2 separate regions of the Zea mays genome follow, and region 1 is linked to region 2. A link is a contact called in public Hi-C data. All regions are on one chromosome and are shown on one strand. The core of a region is the stretch at or near the end of the contact, and the rest is flanking DNA. Distances in the headings are between cores, read along the strand shown.

Evidence for each region. A called contact is a pair of places that touch in the nucleus more often than the background predicts.
Region 1: a Hi-C map of ear shows a contact between it and region 2, with 1.8 times the contacts expected there. The contact joins the promoter of LOC100193613 here to the promoter of LOC100279125 in region 2. A contact is called at or near these places in 2 of 25 Hi-C or Micro-C datasets (ear and tassel).

What each region holds. Positions count from the first base shown.
Region 1 is chr4:176,702,346-176,706,629 of Zm-B73-REFERENCE-NAM-5.0, forward strand. It overlaps LOC100193613, which reads right to left and starts at 2,250. Exons shown (of 5, transcript NM_001138714.1): 1 at 1,516-2,250; 2 at 306-528. The coding sequence starts at 471.
Region 2 is chr4:176,115,756-176,119,941 of Zm-B73-REFERENCE-NAM-5.0, forward strand. It overlaps LOC100279125 (P-loop NTPase domain-containing protein LPA1 homolog 1), which reads left to right and starts at 1,891. Exons shown (of 7, transcript NM_001152166.1): 1 at 1,891-2,403; 2 at 3,314-3,597; 3 at 3,851-3,932; 4 at 4,162-4,186. The coding sequence starts at 2,251. LOC100279292 reads left to right here. Exons shown (of 4, transcript NM_001152313.2): 4 at 1-242.

The DNA of each region.
Region 1 (4,284 bases), core at 1,000-3,499, 590 kb after region 2:
CAGAGGCATTTTTGGAGCAACCACAAATGCACAATCTTAGAACTCATCTGAACTCAGGATGGATAAAGGGGTCTTTCCCCCAGATGCTCAGATTTGCAAAGATGGATCGGCATCAATATTTCCTATGCCAAGTTATAATCAAACCCCATGTTTAATTGGAAGAAAATCCCCAAACTTTGCTAGATTTAGTTAGCTAACCAATGAACCGTACTACTAAATCGGGACCAAACCGAACACACCTCTCAATCCAAAGATCCAAAGCAAAATGATAAATTCAGGGCGAACACGAGATCACGGAACCGTACCAGAATCGAGCTTGTTGCCTCCGGCGATACGCGTCCAGGACGAGTAGTAGTTGTGGAGGAGGAGGGCCGCAACGAAGAGGTTAAAGGCGCACATGACGATGGTGGCGTTCTTGTACGATATCCTAGTCGCCGCCGGTCCACCTCTCCAGTTAGGCTGCGCGTCCATCCCCTCGTCGGCGCCCTCGTGGAGCTCGCCGGAGGAGAAAGGTAGCCGACCTCCTCGCTGCGGGTAAAGTGCGACTATTATGCAGGCAAGCCTTTCAAATACTATCTAATCTTAGGCCCTCTTTGTTTACCCTCTAGATTATATAATCCAACTTAAATAAGTCGAGAGGTAAACAAACAACACAGATTATTAGGTGGTTTATATAATCTATATACCTAAATTATGATAATTCATAAGTAGGTCAATAGATGCTGATATAATTTATATAATTCATAGAGAAAATTGGATTTATGCCATTATGAAACTTAGGATTCACTCAAATGCTATTATAGGAACACGCTTCGCTAAGAGACCATTATCAAACGTTGTCTTACAGACAAAATGCCATTTAGAGGGTTATTTGAAACTTAACCTTATTTAGTTATATTGGCAGCTAGTAGCCGGACACTTGCCCCTATCAAATCTGTTCGCTGTTCTCCCTCCCCCCGCTCTGCCGCCGCTCAGCTCTAGATCAAAACTGCTAAGCTCCGCCGTTCACAGGACAGTCTATTTTACGGCACAGTTTTAAAACACAGTTTGCACGGTTTCAGAACACAGTTTCAAAACGAACACAAATTTAGAACACAGTCGGCAGACGCTAACACGCGATGGGATACGGCGAACACCGAGCAGCAGGTCTCTAAACTAAAACTTTGGCAGCACTCTTAACCAGTCAACAACAGATCACCAACCATTCGATTTCACACAAATGTAATCCTACTGCAAGTGCAACAGCCACCTTTAGAGGTGTTCATTAGCAAACGCTAGAAAAACTGCAAATGGCCATATTCATATCCAACCAATATGCCAATAGTTGAATCGCGTAAGAAGCAGACCAATATGCCACTAGTTGAAGAAACAATCAAATCGAACCAAAGTGGAGATCTTTACAAATTAATTCGAGATAATAACTAGGCAAACCAATTGTATATCATAGTTTCATTCAATAGGATGGGAGAGCAGGCGATTCGAGCTGTTGATTGGGAATCTAACCGAGCTGCTCACCTGCAGATTGGAATTGGATCGATGGATGGACCGCGGACGCCCGCACGCCGATTGGATCTCCTCCTCCTTGGGCGGCTGCTAACTGGGTTGGGATGGGACAGGAGCCTTCCTCGCCACAGCCGCCGTGCCGTGCTGCTCCTCTTCTCCGAGACGCTGGGAGCCCCGATTGGAGACGGGAGGCGGAGAGGTATGACGTGACGGAGTTTCGTCGTCGAACTCCACCGGCGCGCTGAACCTTCAGCTCGGCCTGCAGGAGGACGCTGGGAGCTTCGGCTGCGGCGGGGCAGGAGCCGGTCGTTAGGCCGAGCAAGCGGGTGCGGTCCGGATCACCGGGGGCGCTGGGGGAGGGCCGGGCGGCGGTGGGACTGCCAACGGAGGCGCGAGCTATCCGACGTGCCAGGTGGATGACTGCCGAGAGGATCTGACCAGCGCCCGCCGGTGGAGCTCGCCGAGCGTCGGTGGACCGCCGCTGGTGGAGGGAGAGCGCCGAGCACCGGTGGAGGAGAGCGACGTCGTCGTCGGTTTTGGTGGAGGGGACACAGAGGATAGAGAAGAGAGCGCCGTCCGGTTTGAGATGCCGGCGCTTTTGGTTGGAGGGGCAAAAGTGAGGGGGGTGGGTGTACCTGCCGCGGTGGACGCTCGTCGCCGGCGAAGGGTGCAGCAGAGCTGGGACCAGGAGTAGGGCGGCGGTGGCGGCGGTCGCCTGGCCGGCTGGCCCACGTGGATGCGAAAAACGGCTGGACGGGAAACGAAGATCAACAGCAAGCAGGTGTAATTTGTAAACACAGCACCATTGGGCTGGTTTTTCTATTTTTAAAATTTCTGGATGTGAGTGGACGTGAGTACGAGAGTGGTTCGTTCTTGCTCGGGTTTACTTTTATTTATTAGGGCTAGTTTTAAAACCTCCAGATTTTCAATTTTTTTAAAAATATAAATCCCTTAGAAAAATAGAGTTCTCAAACTAGTCCTTAAAAAACTATTTTACCTCCATCAAGACATCAATTGTCATAAAAGTTTTTTTTCTTCCTCAACTATAGAACCGGACTCTTTAGCCCATAATGTTGGCTCTCTAGATCAAAACGAGTTTAAGTGTGTGTTTGATCGAGGAGCAGAGAGGAATAGAACGGTTCCATTCTTATTTTTTTTAATGTTTGATTTCCAACGGAGTAGAGCTGAATGGTTTCTAGAGTCTATATATGGCAACTATTTGGGATGATCTCGCTCCACTAAAATGATCGGACGCGAGCGCTCTCCTCCCTCTTTTCCACTCCACACTCATATGGCTCTCCAACCAAATAATGAACGGAGCGACTCCGCTCTATTCTACTCTTCAACCAAATAAAAAATGAAGCGGTTCCGTCCTATTTGCCAAAAAACAGAATGAAATGCTCGATTCTTAGAAACTAGAATGGAGGCACTCTATCCAGTTGGCTCCTCAACCAAACGCACCATATGAGTTCTGTTTGATTTGTTGCCTTACTTGATATAGTTTCCCACGTCTAAGATTAAATATGTTTGACCGAATTAGGTCTATGTTTTGTTTGTAGCCATAGGTATGACAAGAAAAATTTGTTACGTATGTTACACTCGTCAACAACTTATAAAAACGTTGCAAGATTTTTTTTAGACATGCCAAGATGTCGCATAAAAATGAAATTAAGCGTCTAACCTTAAAAAGTGTGGCATAAAATATGGTGATATTATTTTTGGAAACATGTCCACAAATGCGAATATTATTTTTGTAAAAAAAAATGGTCCTACATGTAGCTGCAGCGGAGAGGATGTAGATGGACGGTATTGGTCGGGTCGTTGGGATAAACCCTTTCTGCGTTTTCATTTATACATTTTAATTCAAAAACAGATTCGAAATCAAAATTGTCGGAAACAAGACCAGACATAAGATATACGGAAAAACGAATTGATCCAAATAATGGTCGAAAATCGGAAAGATAGGACGATCTCAATGTAACAATATCATTGTAACATGTGGACGTCCTTTTGCATGTATTTGGGTGCTTCTATGCCGTGCCAATATAAATTGAGCTAGTTTAGCTAACTGGGAGCTTTGAGGGGAGTGAACTTTCCGCATGTATATGTGGCCGCACAGGTCCTATCATCGCCGTTGGAAACATTTTTGGCATGAAGATTCGTGCGGTGATTTGAGCCATGTGGACATGGCCTGGCCAGACCTCTGATCGACGTGCAACGCGCAGGCGGCGCAAGGCCTGTCCGTAGCATTAAAATGTCTTATTTTGCATTTATTTATGTAGTCTGTAACTCACACATATAAGTAACTAAATATAATAATCTTAAATAAAATTAACGCATACGGTGAATCAAGACGAGACACCACGGAAGGTGGCTGCACCTGCACAGCAGCGTTGCCTTGCCAGCTTGCCGAACGCCATGACAGATGAAACAAGCAATGATCCAACGAATTCAATGAAGCTTGCTTGAAGGACAGGTGAGAAAAGCATGCAGAGACCGCTGTGATGTGAGCCGTCGTGAAGGTGGCACTCACTGCGGCCCCGAATTCAATGGATCCACCAGTCAGTCGCACTGTACCCACACTGCGTGCATGCAATCTGAACGACCAAGCAACACCAACAAACACACAGCCAGCCACAGGTCAACAGGACAGACATGGGGGGCAGGGCCACCAATAGCAAAAAGCAAGCAAACAGGTGGTCATGGCATTCATTCATATCATACTCATACCGCAAAAAAAACTTACACCAAATTGGCGGCAGCGGGCAGCGGCTGCAGTCT
Region 2 (4,186 bases), core at 641-3,140:
AGAAAGAAAAAAAGAAAGAAAGACAAGGTGCACCGTTGAGCGGTGGCGTTCGTGTAGAGTAGTGCTAGCTGTGGTTTTGACCTCCTGTGTGGTTTACACAATGTGTGAGCTGCGATAAGGTGATCTACAGCATAGGGACCCCTTTGTGTTTACAGTGCAACTTCTGCTGGCTCTTTCGTCTTGTTGAGAATCCTTTCAGTAGAGTTAGAAATTATAGGAGTGGTCTTCGGGAAAGCCTGCTTCCGTTCTGTTCCATTGATTCAGATTCTCACTCCCTTCTTCGAGTGTTTATTTGATTTTTTATATTAAAGTTGAGATTCTTCGAAAAGTAAGAATGAACAAAAGGGTGAAAATATGTGCTGTCCTCTCAATATAATGCAAGGAACCGGTGCCGGGGCGGCGACCGTTGTGTTTTGGCGCGCCACTGACGCCGTCGGTTACTGCCGGCGCCGGGTGGGCTGGGCTGGGCAGGACGGGAGGGGTGGGGTGGGGACTGGGGACCCCGCCAAGCATCCACCACTTGTAGCCGCCCGGCTCCACCTCCATCGTCCATTACTCGATGCCACGCACCGCAGAAAGCAAATGGAAACAGTTACAACCATGATGAAACAAAACATTCATGAATCATCTGTCCCTATTGTTGTATTAAACTAGGCTGGGAAACAAACAAGGGTGATCGCCACGTTGTGCTGCCGCCTCCTAAGCCTCCATCTGTACCACTAAGCCTCACATGACAGTTGATTGCCAACATAAAATTCTATGCAGTGCCTTGGGAGTTTAGCCAAAGCAAACAAAAAAAAACCTTGTTATATTTACTTAAAGTAGAAATGAGACAGCCGCGAAACTAGCTATGCCTTCCTTGTATGTATGCATAAGGTTAAACATCTACTTTTCCTAAACTATGCACCATATGGATAACCGTACGGGTATGGAGGAGAATACGAATGATCAGCCCAACGTTGAAGAGAAGGAGCATCGGTGGCAGGAGATTCAATGAAAATAGAGAGAAGCGTCAATAGTACAAGGTTTAGTGGTACAATAAGGATATGATCGAATATGGATACGAAGCTGGAGTATATGAATATGAAAACAGAGGTCTTGTCTCTTGAACCTTTGAAACTTGTCAGCAAGACTAATACTATTCTCTAAAAAAAGCTTCAAGCCGTGTCGATTATCTCTCTCTTTTACTTAGCCGTGTTGGTTAGTATTATTTAAAGAGGCCTTGTCTCTTGTCCCTATCGTTGTATTAAACTAGGGTGGTGGTCAGCTGCACTGCAGTCGCCACGTCCTAAGCCTATGCTCCATCTGTCCACGCGTGTTGACCTCAGATTGCCAACATACAATTCTATGCAGTGTTCCTTGGGAGTTTAGCCAAACCAAAACCTGCGAAACTATCTAACCTTGTCTCTTTGCCTGTTTGTACGTATGCATAAGGTTAAACATCTACTTTGCAGAGTAGTTCCTCTGTTATAATTTTCAAAACTTTGCTTTTAAGAAAAATTAAACCTAACATCTAGTAAAAGTGCTACTAAGATTTTTTTTGTAACCACTAACCTAACTTCTAATAAGAAGATGCTACTAAAGATTTTGTAACCACTGATATTATACTAGCTAATCGAAGAAATTTGTTCTCTTTTCTACGTTCAAACCTTGTACGAATTCCTGAATTCCAAAGGCGAAGTACAAACATATAACAACCGAATACGATTCATCGATTTTATGAGACCAGGTCTCTCATAGTCGTTGCGTTTTTTTCAGCAACGAAAAGACGACGTACCAAAAATCACGTGCCTTGCAAGTACATCCGCCTAACCAGCTGTATATATATAGGTGTGGCAGAAATTCGAAGAACCTGAGAAAAAAGAAAAGCAATTCCCGTTCCCGTCCTTCCTGAGACGAGAAGGCTAGGCTAGCTAGAGAAAGGGGGGGGGGAGGGGGCGACACCGAGGCGGGGGCAACGGGAGCAAGCAAGGCAAGGCAAGGCAGCAGCATGGGGGAGAAGCGAACAAGACCGCGGGGCGCGCGGACGCCCATGTGGACGCCATGCGCGGACGCGGCGCGGACGTCGTGACACCTGCAGCCCCCCGGCACCCGGCCTGCACCGCCATGGCCCTGCCGCCGCCGCCGCATTGCGCCTCAAAACCCCCCTCCGCGCCTCCCGCCCTCTAGGCTCCCCGCTCGCCAAGGCCAAACCCCCCACCGTTCGGTTCCTGATCCGGCCTCTCGGCCTCTCCGCTGGAGGTAGGGGACATGGCGGAAGAGGCATCGCCTCCGCCTCCGCCGCCCAAGCTGCTCTACATTGCCGTCGCCGACGGCGGGGGCCGCCGGGCGTTCCGGTACACGCGCCCCGTGCTGCAGAGCACCCTGCATCTCATGGGATGCAAGCCTCGCCATGCCTTCAAGGTCCCTCTCTTCCTCCCTCTCCCCGCTCGCTCTTGCGTGTCATCCTGCTTTGCTCCTATAGCTTTGTTATAAATAAATAAATAAAAAGAAGCTCGGGTTGCTATATTATGATCGAGGGAGGCGGGCTGTCTGGTCCTCTAGCGCGGTGCGGTAGATCCCTGCATCGAAAGCTTAGCTTTCCGCTCAATTTCTGCGGGGGCTTGGGCGTGAATCACCTCCTCCGGCTGCATGTCTGCTGTGTTGGCTGGCATGTGTGTGGTTTGTGATCGCCGATTTTGACAAGAAAAAGGTGAGCTTCCTGCCGCCGATGCGCAGATTTGTTCCCGGCTCGACCCAAAATCCCCACCTCCAAACGCCCTATCCTTTTCGTCTTTGATGAGGGGCCTCTTTCAGGCTTGAGCTGAACTCCCATCCCAAGGCTTCCGAATTCCGCGTTCTTTGGAAACCCGAAAAAGATTCCACCTTCAGTTCTTGTTCTTGTTTACCACCAAGTAAGTGATACCACTTGCTTGTTTGTGGGGTCGCTATCATCATACCACTGTTGCCTGTTACTTACTTCGGCTGGTGTGAATTACTATTGCTTTCTCGGGATTATTATGTTCGGTTGACAAAGACAACGCCATGTTACGTGATGTAGAGTTGTAGACGCGTTTTTCTTTGATGGGTACACGATTCTAGACAGTATCTGGCAATTGACTTGAACGAGTATCAGGTTCCCACTCGATGGTGCCCCCCCCTATTTTTACTCTGATTTGGTCATGGTTGACATCTTCTGTTCCTGACGGTCCAATTGGGCTGAGTGTGAGACCAATTACAAGACTTGTCATACCTACTGGTCTGCAGAGCATGTTCCTTTCTAGACTTGCGTTGGTAATAATCTTTTTTTTCCCGATCCTTGTTGCCACAACAGATTAGCAAGAGAGTATTCGATGTAATGAAGAGTGAATTCTTGGCTCAATCAAAGTCAGACGGGGCAGGCAAACAAGAAAATTATCCTGCTCTTGGCCTTGGAGATGGAACAGATACTCAAAAAATGCTGGAGAGAAGCGATAGCAGCATACCGTTTGAATTATACAAGAACCAGACTACCGTTGTTATCTCAAGAGAGGAGTTTGTAAGTGTTGTATGCGATGCCCTCTCTTTGTACAAGTATGTTGGACCCAACCAGAAAGCAGACCTGCTCCTCGCTTGCAGGTAAAATAAACTTGCTTATCACTGTATTTCTTAATCCGCACGAATTTAAACGATAACATATATCTGTCCATTTAATGCACATGTCCATCACATCAATTTCCATGCATGTTTGGCATGCCTTATTTAAGTGAAAGTTATCTGTTGTAACAGAATTGATGTATTTAACCATCAACAATTTATCACAGCCACTCCCAAAACAGCTTGAAAGGAATTGATAACATTTCCTTTTTGCCTTCCCATATGTTCCGATCAGAATTAAAGAGAGAAAGGAATCGGTGACAATACTCTTGTGTGGGACAAGCGGATGCGGCAAGTCCACTTTATCATCTTTGCTGGTATGTTTAATATAATCTAGAATAGTTGTCCATTTCTGGATTAGCAGTTTCTGTGCCATATCAGCAATCCAGTAAATCTGCTATGAGTCGCTCGTGTTGGGTTTCAAATCTAGCCTGCCTGTCCCATCTTGCTTGGAACTAAAATGCTTTGTTGTTGTATTTTTCATCAAATAAATGGGCGAAGTGAACAATTGCTGAATCCTTGGTTTATTATTTTTTTGTTCACCAGGGTAGTAGGCTGGGTATCACGACAG